3 separate regions of the Mus musculus genome follow, and all the other regions are linked to region 1. A link is a contact called in public HiCAR-type and promoter capture Hi-C data. All regions are on one chromosome and are shown on one strand. Each heading gives the region's core, a stretch centred on a gene start, on an enhancer-like site or on the middle of the called end of the contact. The rest is flanking DNA. Distances are from core to core; before and after follow the strand shown. Region 1 holds the start of Nfyc (nuclear transcription factor-Y gamma). Region 2 holds the start of Foxj3 (forkhead box J3). Region 3 holds the start of AU022252 (expressed sequence AU022252).

The links. HiCAR-type assays count read pairs that join an accessible place to other places. Capture Hi-C pulls out chosen DNA fragments and counts their contacts.
Region 2: a contact with region 1 is called in a promoter capture Hi-C map of adipose tissue, with 3 times the contacts expected there. The contact joins the promoter of Foxj3 here to the promoter of Nfyc in region 1. A contact is called at or near these places in 1 of 39 promoter capture datasets (liver) and 1 of 9 other capture datasets (adipose tissue).
Region 3: a HiCAR-type map of astrocytes shows a contact between it and region 1, with 4 times the contacts expected there. The contact joins the promoter of AU022252 here to the promoter of Nfyc in region 1. A contact is called at or near these places in 3 of 39 promoter capture datasets (cranial neural crest, liver and pre-B cells), 2 of 484 Hi-C or Micro-C datasets (B cells and uterus) and 1 of 115 datasets of contacts at active chromatin or transcription factors (astrocytes).

What each region holds. Positions count from the first base shown.
Region 1 is chr4:120,823,494-120,828,094 of GRCm38.p6, forward strand. Nfyc (nuclear transcription factor-Y gamma) reads right to left here and starts at 2,248. Exons shown (of 10, transcript NM_008692.4): 1 at 2,037-2,248.
Region 2 is chr4:119,536,491-119,540,968 of GRCm38.p6, forward strand. It overlaps Foxj3 (forkhead box J3), which reads left to right and starts at 3,171. Exons shown (of 13, transcript NM_172699.3): 1 at 3,171-3,355. Frg2f1 (FSHD region gene 2 family member 1) reads right to left here and starts at 2,279. Exons shown (of 4, transcript NM_001004178.1): 1 at 2,118-2,279.
Region 3 is chr4:119,229,941-119,234,090 of GRCm38.p6, forward strand. It overlaps AU022252 (expressed sequence AU022252), which reads right to left and starts at 2,784. Exons shown (of 5, transcript NM_001012400.2): 1 at 2,643-2,784; 2 at 2,414-2,529. The coding sequence starts at 2,721. P3h1 (prolyl 3-hydroxylase 1) reads left to right here and starts at 2,975. Exons shown (of 15, transcript NM_019783.2): 1 at 2,975-3,490. The coding sequence starts at 3,017.

The DNA.
Region 1 (4,601 bases), core at 998-3,497:
CACCTCTCTCTCGCACACACACAAAACCTAAATAAATAATAAATAAGGGCTCCAGCTGGTCTTGGTAACACCTTTAATCTCACCATTCCTGAGGAAGGAGGTGGATCTCTATGAATTCCAGACCAGCCTGGCCTTATATAGTGAGACCACCATCTCAAAAAGGAAAATAAAATAAGCTCCAGGTTGGCATGGTAGCTCACCTGGTAAGAGCTCTTGCCACAAAGCCTGAGGACTGGAATTCCTCCCATGGATTTCACATGATGGAAGGAGGGAATGAACATACCTACAAGCTGTCCTCTGACCTCCAGAATACTATGGCTCACACACTCACATGTACATAATAAATTAAAATGTAATAAAAATTTCAAAATAAAAAAGAATTAAGAGCTCCAAGATCCCAGAGTGGTGGGACTCTCTGGGAAATCTCATCAGTTAGGATGTGGATCTAGAAGAATCTGGAGTGAAAGGTCATTACCAGCTACATACAGAGCAAGCAAGAGTAGCCTGGACTACAGGAGAACTTGCCTCAAAAGAAAAAAGGTAAAGAAAGAGTAAAGAGGGAAGAGGAAGACAGAGAAGAGGAGGAGAAGGAAGGATATGAAGTGGGAACTCTAAAAGCAGTGTAAGGATGGAGAATCCCATCTGTGTCTGGATCTGGGCTGTCACTTACTAGCTGTGAACTTAACCAAATTCCTCGTGGTTTTGTCTTCCTTTTAGAGTCTCACATCTTACAGGCTGACCTCAAATTCCTGGGCTCAAGCAACCCTCTCACCCTAATCTGCACGGCTGCTCCCACAACAAGGACAGTACACCTGACTCCAGCAACTTACAAACTCTTGCTTGTTCCCTCACAGAATGAGGATGGCACTGCCAATATCTGTGTGACTGTAAAATATACTCATACACCCAGGTAAGCACGCGAAACAAGGTCTATTACTCCTGAGTTTGTCTCACCTGCCCTCTGAACTGAAAGTTAAGAGAGATCAATTTTAAGGGGGAAGTGGGGTAACTCAGTTGGTAGAATGTTTGTCTAGCAAGCACAAAGCTCTGATCCTATATTCTTCTTAGACCAGTGAAAATTTCATATATAACATCTCAAAACTAGCATGATCCCAAATCCTGTAACCCCCAACTTCCCAATTATGCAAATACATTCTACAGCTGACTTTCTGATTCTACTTAATGTAATGTTAAAATGGCATTCAGCCTCTAAAAGTTGATACACCTGTCCAGTGGGATCCGGCTGTTTACCTGTTTCCCACTCTCCATTTCAGAACCCAGAATGGAGTCTGGAGTTCTACACTAATCCTCCGGGTTTCAAAACCCAAATTCTTACAGCAGGCTCCCTAATCCGATTCTGTCCTTCTGGTCCTCACTCCCACTACTTCCATACCATGCACTCAGACTTCTACTCAGGGTCATTCCCAAGCTGGATCAATTTCCAAGTCTAGCACCCCTAGGTCTCGAAGACACTTCTGTTCCGTGTTTACAAAGCAGGGGCTTGCACACCCCATCTTGTAGTTGACCGTGCCTCTGGTATTAGTAGTGACCCCTCCCCGTTGCAGGCCACACGCCAGGCTACCACTCTCTTTCTCCTCTGGGCCTCCGGCTCCGTCCCGGAGACTCCCCGCCACGCTGGCATTAGAGGGACCGTCGCCCTGCCGCCAGAGCCTGAGCAGCTAGCATCCCGACAGCCGCCAATTCCTTCATCACCCCCCAGGCCGGAGCCGGCGTGACCAATAAGGTGCCAGGTCCGCGGCCTCCCCGCCGCCGACCAATCACGAGCGAGCCCCCCCGCCGTCGCCTTCCGCCAATGGGAGAAAGCCCGCGGGCCCAGGCGCACGGACCCCGCGAGCGCAGCCGCGACGACAGCGGCGGGCCCGGCGAACACATAACATGGCGGCGGCAGAGCCGACCGAAGTGCAGCGGCGGCCGCAGAGGGAAGGGAGCTCTCCGCCATTGGCGGGAAGCACCGCCCTCACTGCCGGCCGCCCCCTCTCTCTCTCCCCTCCTCACCCAAGCTTTCATACACTCACAGGCCTCTACTCCGGCGTCCAGCGAAGAAAGCAGCCGCCCCCGCGCTGCTGCGCCGTCGGGCAATGCAGAGGCCCGGGCGCGGCGGAGGGGAGGGGGAAGCGTGCGTCACGAAAAACCGGAGCGCGTGCGGAGCGGGGGCGCAAACAAGATGGCGGCCGCGCCGTTTGTACCGTCTCCCCTGCCCCTCCCCCCACTCCGCGCCTCGACTCCCAGCAACGCGTAGTGCGCAGCGGCTGAGGTGCCTGAAGTCTCGCGAGAATTGTCTTGCCTGGCCAAGCGGGATAGTGAGAGCGGAGACTTTTGGGGCCCCGCCCCTTCCCAGGGGCGCGGGAGGCGTTTCTCGGTGACCTCCGAGGACGTTCTATATCCTTGAAGCTCTCAGCTAGGATGCGCTCGCTTCTGGGTTTTAGGAAATAGTTTTCCGTGTTTTGTTCTTCAAGGAAATGAATGGTAGGGAGAGAAGAACTTCGCGGGCATGGAAAATTTAAAAAGCCGCCTGGGGCTCAGCAAACCGGACGACCTGAATTCGATTCTTGGAACCCAGGATGGACCAGAAGAACAGAGTCCTGAAAGCTGAACTCTGATCATTAATGTGCGACGCGCGCGCGCACACACACACACACACACACACACACACACACACACACACACACACCAGTAAGTGAAGAAATAAAATTTCCAAACAACCAAAAAGGTGACATTTTAAAACGTTAAAATTGGCATAAAAAGGGCTGGAGAGATGGCTCAGTGGTTAAGAGCACTGACTGCTCTTCTGAAGGTCCTGAGTTCAAATCCCAGCAACCACATGGTGGCTTACAACCATCCGTAATGACATCTGATGCCCTCTGGTGTGTCAGAAGACAGCTACAGTGTACTTACATAAAATAATAAATATTTTTTTTAAAAATTGGCATAAAAAATTAAAGAGTTGGGAGGTGGCTCAGTAAAGTGCTTCCTACAAGCATTAAGACCTGCATTAGCCCCCCCAACACTCCATAAGCCACTAGCACAGTAGTCTCCCATACCTGAAAGGCTTGAAAAGAAACCTGCCAGCCTAGCTAAATAAGCAAGCTCCTGGTTCAGTGGGAGGCCCAGTCTATACAAATAGGTTGGGGCCAGCGCGGTAGAACTGAAATTCCAGCACCTGGGAAGACGGAAGCAAGAGGGTCTGTGAGTTCAACGCCAGCCTTGTCGAGTTCCAGGACTTCCAGAATTACGCAGGGAAATCCTGTGTCAAAAAATAGGGTGAAGTTTCCACTGAAGACATCTAGATGTTGCCTTCTATGGGCGAATGCATTCCATGCAAATACATTAACACAATATGTATGGCTTGGTGTGGTAATACATGCCTCTAATCTTGGCACTTTAGGCTGAATATGGAAGCCAACCATTTTGGGGAGGTGGGGGTGGGGATGGGGAAGTGTAGTATTTCACAAGGCCTGTCTATAACTGGTTGTCCGGTGCTCATTATGTAGTCCACACTGACCTTAAACTCAGCTAAATCTTCCTTACTTAGCCTCGGGGTCCTGGGATTACAGACATAAACTACCATGCCCAGCACACACACACACACACACACACACACACACACACACACACGAAAAGAAAAGAAAAAAGAAAAGAAAAGAAAAGAAAAGAAAAGAAAAGAAAAGAAAAGAGAAAAGACAGGAGGCAGAGGCAAGCGGATTTCTGAGTTCGAGGCCAGCCTGGTCTACAAAGTGATTTCCAGGACAGCCAGGGCTACACAGAGAAACCGAAACTCTGTCTCGAAAAGCCCAAAAAAAAAAAAAAAAAAAAAAAGAATTTTGTTTTTACTGGATACCCCAAATAAGAAATTGTATTTTGACTGAGATGTGGGTGTAGATGAGGGTGAAGTGAATAATTAAAATGCCTATGGCCCTGGGAAAGACCTCCTGCTCCAGAAAGAAAGAGAGGCAGGCCTGAGGATGCAGTTCAGTTGGTAGTGAGTTTGCCTGGTATGGAAGCCCTGGTTCAGTCTCCACCATGGCATAAAACCTGGTGTGGTGGAACATGCAGTTAATCCCAAGACTCAGGAGATGACTAGAAAGATTAGAAATTCAAAATAGCTGGGTGGCAGTGGTGGTACGTCTTTATTCCCAGCACTCAGTGACAGAGGCAGGTAGATTTCTGAGTTCAAGGCCAGCCTGGTCTACAGAGTGAGTTCCAGAAGAGTCGGAATCTCTGCATAGTGAATTTCAGGACAGGGCAGAGAGAAACTCTTGTCTCAGGGTGAGGAAAAGTTCAAAAGCAAATTAACTAAATGGTTTAGCCAGTAAAGACACTTGCCTCCAAACCAGATAACTTGAAATCAGTGACTGAGACTCAAGGGGTATCAAGATAATCCTCTGCTAACTAACAGTTAAGGGGCGGGAAGGAAACTTAGGTAAACAAAGAAAAACTTGAGAAGTCTACAAATATTTGTTTGAAAATTATGTTTTTTGAAAAATGAAAAATTGGGGACTTGGAGAGATGGCTCAGTGGTTAAGAGCACTGACTGCTCTTCTAGAGGACCTGAGTTCAATTCCCAGCAACCACATGGTGGC
Region 2 (4,478 bases), core at 1,921-4,420, 1.3 Mb before region 1:
ATGTAAATCTGTTTTTTCTCTAATTCTATGCACCCTGTAAGCCAGAATGAATATCTCTGGACGGTATCTCAGAATTCTAAACAGTAAGAAGTCCAGTCCACGACTGATTTATTTATTTATTTATTTATTTATTTAGAGACAGGGTTTCTCTGTGTAGCCTGGAACTCACTTTGTAGACCAGGCTGGCCTCAAACTCAGAAATCTGCCTGCCCCTGCCTCCCAAGTGCTGGGATTAAAGGCGTGCGCCACCACTGCCTGTCCTGTCCATGACTTGTAAGAGGAAGTTGTATTCGTCAGGGTTCTCTAGAATCACAGAACTTATGCAATTCGTCAGGGTTCTCTAGAATCACAGAACTTATGCAACTTAACATATAGAGATATGTTAAGTGAATTTATTGTGATGACTGTGTGTCTGTAATCTAATAACTAACCTGACAATGGGCAGCTGTGCTATGTCTCCAGCAGAAGGTGTGGCCTAGATTAACAGTGTGGATCTGGGACTTGCTCTTTCCCAGGCTGACTTTGAACTCAGAGATCTTCCTTGCCTCAGTCTCCCGGGATTAAAGGCATGTACTACCTTGCCTGGGTGTAAACTTTTCATGGCCACTATGGCTCAAGATCTCCACGCCAAGATCTAGGTCTGAAACTTCTCTTCCAGCCTCAAGATCTGCATCACAGGTGTGCCCTCCAATTCTGATTGTAGTTCATTCCAGATAAAGTTGACAACCAGGAATAGCCATTACAGAGGTAGCCAAAGTGGTTTAGAGCCAAGTCCCTGCTTGTCTTTGTACTTTATCTTCTGGCTGACTCTACTTAAGTGTCTCAGAGAGATTCCTGACTATGGTCTTTTATGATCCTGATCTCCAGGTCAAATCCTGGTGACTCCTGGCTTCAATTTACCCCTCCCACAAACGGAAACAGCTGTATCAGTCTCTCTCTCTCTGTTTTTTGAGACAGGGTTTCTCTGTGTAGCCCTGGCTGTCCTGTAGCTCACTCTGTAGACCAGACTGGCCTTGAACTCAGAAATCCGTCTGCCCCTGCCCCCCAAGTGCTGGGATTAAAGGCGTCTGCCACCACTGCTTGGCTTTGTACCCGTCTCTTTAAGAGCAGCACCCAGGCTGCTTTTTAGTATTCTGTCTCAAGCCTAGGTGGAGGAAGGTGAACTTTGAGATCTGAGAGGCTGGGAAGGCTAGTGTTAATTATGTTCAACTGAGGAGCCACTTGATTGACCAGCCAACCAGGTAATTCTAATTCTCTCTATGAATCTGCGGTAGTCTACCCTTCCCCAGGAAGACTGGCAAGGGGGGTGGTGGGGGTATCCTCTTTGGGACTATGTTCTCCTTGTCATGATGTTATGTAATCAGTTTACTTATGTCTCACTAGACTATGAGTTCTTTGTTTTTGAGACAGAGTCCATGTGGCCCAGGGTGGCCTCAAACTTATCATTCTCTTGCCACAGTTTTCTTAGAGCTGAAGTTATGAGCATGCATCTAGATGAATTATTTTTCTAACTATTTATTGTGGTGTGTGTGTGTACACGTGTATAGCGCACTTACCACAGCATGTGTGTGGAATTGGTTCTTTTCTACTTTACATGGATTCCAGGGATTAGGTTCTGGTTCCAGGCTTGTGGAGTAATCTCCTTTACCTGTTGGGCCATCTTGCTAGCCCCTAGACTGAGTGCTTAAAAATATAAAAGCCCGTGTCTTATTTTCCTGTGTGGTTCTGTCCTAATTTAGGTCATCACCTTGTCCCTGGGTAGTGCCCCCTCTGACTTCCTACCCTGTACTCTAAGCAGAGCATTCACTGTTTAAAGCTCTGGAGAGACTGTCAATAGCCCACAAGATACCCCTCTGTCCTTATCTTTTACCTCTCCCGACCCTCGCTACTTCTAACACTCACAGGGATGTTCTAACCACAATTACATCAAATCCCTTCACTTCTTTCAAACCTCTGATTCAAGTTGCCTTATTATTGTGGCTCACCCAGGCAGCTCTTTTTAAAAGGATTTTCCTTCTAGTGTTCCACACAGCTCTGTCCTGAGTGCTCCTCCCCAATCCCCCAAGGTATCATTCAATGTTTTCTAACATTATTACATAATTCATAATTTTTATCACCTTTCTGCCCATGAGGGAATGATACTTGCCCCTCCACCGGCCTTTTCTGTTCACTGATTAATCTGAAGCACTACAGTAGTGCCTGGTACAATGACTTTTTATGTCTTTGTTGGACAAATGAGTGGATAAACCTTTAGAATTCCCATTGCCAGGAGATGCTTGACAGATGAAAGTGTTCAATGCTCCATGAAGGAATGGAAGGATGGTTTCACACTGTCTTAGCTCAGCAAGGTTGCCAGGGTCAATTCTCTCAGACCTTTGCTTTCTCAATCAACCAAACTCACTGACATCCATCTAACCATCTAATGTCCAAATACTGAGCAACTGCTCTTCACTTGCTGTTCTTGAGGCTGCAGGGAAGAGTACGTGACTTAACGCGGCTTCTGCGCAGCAAATACCTACCAAGTGTAACAGGATAGCACAGATTGTCAACGCTAACAGTTCAGAGGTAGGACCAGGGAAGACCAAAGGGAAAGTCCAAAGTTTACCAGAAGTCTGAACAACCCTACTAAAGGCTCCACCTGTTGATAGTGAGGCCACGACCTGGCCAGCTAACTTGAGATGGAGAGGATGACGCGGCAGGGGTAATGACAAGATGACATGCCTGGGTAGGGAGGGGCCTCGAACCCGGGTTCTTGACATTCCGAAGGACGCGTGTCCCCAAGCAAGGTCCAAAGCGCCCCGGTGGCGGCCGGGAAAATCCGCGCTGGGTGCTTGACGGGGCCGCGCAGAGGCAGAGGCTGGAAGGCGGGGAGGTCACGAGGCGCATTCCTCAGGAGTTGGAATCCCGGGAGTGGGGCCGGGGCCGCCTCGGCCAGCCGCTGTCAAGTCCGAGGCGCAAACACTGCAAGGCGCTCCGCACCGCCCACCGCCGGTTCCCGCTGGCCGCAAGCAGGCAGAGCCGCGGGAGCTCAGAGGCACTACTTGTCCCCGCGGAGGGATCCCTCGCACATCGCGCAGCAACGACGGGGCGGGCCGTGGAGCCGAGGACGCCGGGCCGGGAGCGCTGAGACGTCGCGGGAGGCGGGGGTGGGAGGGAGCGGGTCGGGAAGTAGTTCCGGGTGCGCGGCCCCGGATGTTGGCTGCTCCCGCCGCCGCTGCCGCCGCCGCCGCCACTCTCGGCGCCGCTCCGGGCCTGGGCCGCTCTCTGAGGGCGCCGTTGGGACCTTTCGCGGGGAACGGAGACGCACGCAGCGGCCGGAGGCTCGGCCGGGCCGTCCCGGCCTGCGTAGCCTGAGGTGAGCACGCGTCGCCAGGGTCTCGTCGGGGCTGGGGCGGCGGGCGGGGAGGCGGGGCTGGGGCATCTCCCGGGACGCGGGCGGGGGCTGCCCTGGGCGAGCGGCGCTCGCCGTCCTCGGCGCACGCTCCCTGTGGCCGGCGGTGGGCGCCAGGCTGGGCCGGCCGGGTGGCGGCCCTCCCTCACCCGCGGCGCCACTCCTCAGCTGCCGCTGCCCCTCAGCCCGACGCCGCGCGCGCCCGCCCCTCCCCCAGGTGGGCCCGCGCTGCGGATGCCGGGGCCGCGGAGGACCGCGACAGTCGCGCCCTCGTCGCTCCGTGACCTGCACCTGGTCCGGGCTCGTCCTGTTCCCGGCGCGATGCGGCGTCCCCTCCTCGCCCTCCAGGCGCTATTCTGCCGGGAAGGCGGCCGCTGCCTTGTGGGTCGCGGGTGCCCTGCGGGGCTGAAATGGCTGGGGCGAGGGTCCCACCTTCTCTCCCATCCTGTCCCCGGGCCCTTCTCTGGCATTGGGGGAAAGGCAGCCTTCGCATGCGGACGTGTTGCTGCTGTCCTGCGTGTGTTGCATCCTGCCCACGTGGTAGTGCCCCGTCCCTCCCACTCCCTCCATTTTTTGCAGTTGGTTGAGATGTTTTTTGTTTTTTTTTTTTCCCCCGCCCTGCTTTACTCCCCTCCACCCCGTGATTTCTTCCGGGCAGCGTGGGGAAGGTGTTAAGGTCAGTTTGTTTTGCCGAGGATGACTTGTTTGATGGAAGAATCAAGAGTTGTACTCTTAGGAAATTGAGACTACTAGGGGATCGACCAGATCTTAGTTAATTGACATCTTTTCAGTACCAGTAGCTCTTGCTCTTCTCTACTGCTTAATTCTCCAGAGAGCAGGCGCTTGCAACTGATGTGTTGGTGTGTACGGTTTTCCTTTCTCTATTCTACTTTCTTGTGTCACTGTGGCCTAGTATTTTCTAGTCTGTGTTGATGCAGGGCTCAAGTTGTTGCTACATTTCTGAATGAGTCGTGTCGGGGCGCTCGAAACTGGTGGGCTTCTTTTCACCTTTCACTGTTTATTTGCCTTTAGTTTTTCCTTGTGTTTTGTACCCTAGTGAGAAAGCATGCATGTTCTATTGGGTGTA
Region 3 (4,150 bases), core at 1,534-4,033, 1.6 Mb before region 1:
TGCCTGTTCACAGTGGTAAAACCCTAACTAAGGCACCAGGCCTTCTCTAATCCCTTTTCCCTTTAAGGAAAGGTTAACCATGCAAACCAGAGCCTAACTAAAAAGAAAGGAAGGAAAGAATACATTTTTGAAAAGTTGTATTTATTGTATATGTATTCATATGTGTACCACACGTGTGCCTGGCATCTGAAAAAGTCAGAAGAGAGGGGTCATTGAGTCACCTGGAGCTACAGTTAGAAATGACTGTGAGCCACCAGGTAGGGTCTAGAAACCAAACCTGCATCCTCTGCAAGAGCAAGTTCTCTTAACCCCTGAGCCATCCGCCAGTCCCAAAGGGTACTCATAATTAGCAGGCACTGATCCTGGGCCCAAGCACTCCAAGAGCCTCTACATTAATAATGGCATCTAACTCTCCAGAAACGATAACCTTAGTTAGGTGTTAAGACTCACGTAGGCGTGGTGACCTAAGGTTTTATAATAAATGGCAATTGAAGGATCTGGACATAGTTAAACTTAATTCCAAAATCCATGTCTCGGTATCAAACCTCTGAAAGCTTTCTGACTGCACATTAAGGGAGTCAGGAGACGGTCCTCTCTGCAAGTGTATTTCAGTATGTAGACGGTGAATATGTTGATTTCATTAGTTTTCAAAGTTTTTGTGTGTATATAGGTGTTTGCCTGCATGTGTGTATGTGCATCGTGTCCAAGCAATGCCCAAAGGGGCATCTGATCCCCTGGAACTGGAGTTACAAACAGCTGTGAGTCTCAATGTGAGTTCTGGTACCTAAACCTGGGTCATCAACAAGAGCAGTGAGTGCTCTTAACCACTGGACCATTTCCCCAGCTCTCAATTTGTTTTTAAAGTATTTTCTTCTTCAGCTTCTCAAAGATGGATTATTCTGGAGAACTGGAGGCAACAGAATAATATATCCTTTATATGTCACCAGTATAAAAGACTAAAGCTGGGCTGGAGAGATTGCTCAGCAGTTCAGAGCACTGACTGCTCTTCCAGAGGTCCTGAGTTTAATTCCCAGCAACCACATGGTGGCTCATAACCATCTATAACAGGATCCAATGACTTCTCCTGGTGTCTCTGGCGAGAACGGCAGTGTACTCACATATATAAAATAAATAAATCTTAAAAAAAAAAAAAAAAAGCTGTGTTCTCTCTGTGGCTGAGTCCACTACCGTCACTCTGAAACTCAAAGTGTTGATTGCCCAAGATTTTGTCCCTAGCTACCTCCCTCCAATAGCAGCCTGATTAAACAAACACGTGATAGTCTTCTAAGCCTGTTTTTGAGCCCACCTCTCTTAAAAAAAAAAAAAAAGTAAAGTTTTAATTAAAAAGGTTTTTCTAAACATTTGAATTTTTCTTAAATACTACAACAGACATTTTTTGTGTGAGGGATTTTTGGCATGTCAATCATTAATTTTCTTGATCAAAACAAACTCTTGAACACGATAACTGCCAAATAAGCTAGTTTATACAAGAGAAAGAGAACACTAGAAGCTTTTAAAGCAGCCAGGCTCCGACACTGTAAAAGAGTCTTCAGGGGAAGTCTTGCTAAGAGAAGGAAACTGGAGTCCCACTTAGCCCTATGAGCCTCTCCACCTCAAAGATCTCATTTTACAGATCCAGAGCTCCAGAGAGAAACAATCAAAACCAATCTGTCAAAACTTCTACGGTCTTTTCCATTATTTTGCATATCTTCTTTATTTTACCTATTATGGAAACCGACGCCTAAGCTCTGGACATAGTAATACTGACTGTATCCACTGAAATTCACCATGTGTGACAGCGACCCTTGTAATACCCAGCCTTTGGGAGGCTGAATTCAAAGCCAACCTGGGCTATACAGCAAATGAAACTACCTCCAGTTTTATTGTGTGTGGTCTTTTTTTCAATAGGAATTTTACCCTGTGCCTTTTTGCATGCTGTTTTTGGTAGTGCTAAGAATCAAATTCAGGGCTAGGCAACAGTAAACTACAACCCCAGCAGTTTTTGTTTTATTTTGTTTTGTTTTTTTAAAAAGGAAAGAAAGAGCATATATTTAAGTTCCACAAGCTCCTGGGTAACAGATAAAGACCTTATGGGAAGCAGAATAAAATGTGACTATTTAAGAATTTGGTATAGAAGCCATACATTTAATCCCAGCATAGGGTTTTGGGGTTGGAGGGTGGGGGAGGAAGGTGGATCTGTCAGTTCGAGGCCAGCCTAGTCTATAATATAGAGAGTTCCATGACAGCCAGAGTTATGTAGAAAGGCCCTGTCTCAAAACAAACAACAACAGAGGAATTGGGATAGAGTGATCCTCTTCGTGTGAAATGGAATGGTAACTTCAGTACTGCCGAGTTCACAGGCTGTCCCGAGCCCAAAGAGGCAGGGTAAAGTACGGAGATGGCTATTCCTCACCTTCTGCACCTGCTCGGCGAGCGCCACGAGGTCTAAGGGGTCCCCGACCCGGTGGGTGTGGTAGGGGCTCACCAGAGCCAGGCCGCCGGGGGTCGGGGTGAGCTCCACCAGGGCTCCTGCGATACACACCCGAACACAGGCGTAAGTTGAAACCCTCAGCCTTCCGTGAGCCAGCAGGAAAGAGCCACCCGGCTGCGACCTCCTACCCAGGCAACTCAGTCCCACCTACCTCCAGGACCCGCCGCCTCCTTCACCCCCAGATTTCCCGTACCACTTTCGTACCGGCCGGGAACCCCGGGGTCCGCCATAACAGCACCTCGGTCCCACCACCCGCAGGGAGCTCAGTCTAAAGCGCAGGCGCACAACAGCTTGTGGGCGGGGTTTTCTCGTTCTCAGTCCATTGAGCTGTGCGCATGAGATTAGAGGCGGAGCCTCACGAAGAGTAAGTGTTTGGATTGGTTGAAAGCAAGAGGCGGTACAAGTTTCCTTGCCACGAGCTTCTGGACTTGGGGCGTGGCTCGTCTCTGGGCGTGGCTTCTGTGGGGGGCGGGACTCTGGAATGTGCCCCAGGCGAGCAGTCCCGTTAAGTGGAGGAGCAAGGCCATGGCGGTGAGCGAAAGGAGGCTGCTGGCAGCGATGCTAGCGGTCGCCGCCGCCGCCGCCTTACGGGTTGCGGCGGAGTCTGAGCCGGGATGGGACGTGGCAGCCCCTGACCTGCTTTACGCAGAGGGGACCGCGGCCTACTCGCGCGGGGACTGGCCCGGGGTGGTCCTGAACATGGAGCGGGCGCTGCGCTCGCGGGCGGCCCTGCGTGCCCTCCGCCTGCGCTGCCGCACACGCTGTGCCACCGAACTGCCGTGGGCACCGGACCTGGATCTCGGTCCGGACCCCAGCCTGAGCCAGGACCCGGGCGCCGCCGCCCTGCACGACCTGCGCTTCTTCGGAGCCGTGCTGCGCCGTGCCGCCTGCCTACGCCGCTGCCTCGGGCCGCCCTCTGCCCACTTGCTGAGTGAAGAACTGGACCTGGAGTTCAACAAGCGGAGCCCGTACAACTACCTGCAGGTCGCCTATTTCAAGGTGCGACTGGTCCGGAGCCCGGTGGCCGGGAGCGACCTGGGGAACTTGGGGAGCAGAGCAGGGATGAGACGGCAGGGAGGCAAGGGACCTCTTGGCTAGGGAGCTCTTGGCGGACTTTGGGAGCTTCACCCGGTTCTTATGGGCAGATGCTAACCCTAAAGGTCCAGCCAGTAGTGACAGCCCAAGCCAAGAAAAACCTGACCTTTTTCTTTTGGGAAGGCCTCCTAGAGGGAACCGAGGCGGCCGCTAGGGTCTCCCAGCAGTACTTCATTGCAAGTGTCCAAGTGCTTCTGCAACATCTTCCTTCCGGTTCGTTCTCCAATCATGCTTTCCCTGCTCCCTAATCCAACAGCAGCGCTCTTTCAGGACGTGGGATTGCCACGTCGCCAGCAGGGGCTGCCTGGCTCCGCCCTGTGGAGGACCCTCTAGCTAGTATTTTTGGGTTTTTTGTTTTTAAGAAAATGACTGTCTTTTGGGATGCCACAGCGATTTAAGGCCAAGTCAATAAGCGGGCTTGGAACGCCAGCCTTGTCTGCCCGTGATGACTGGTAACATATATTTCCAGGACTCCGTTAAAGCACTTTACGTTTGTTTATTGCCTCATTTGCCCTGATACATACAGTATCCTTTGAGTAAATGATATTAGTCCCATGTTAGGGG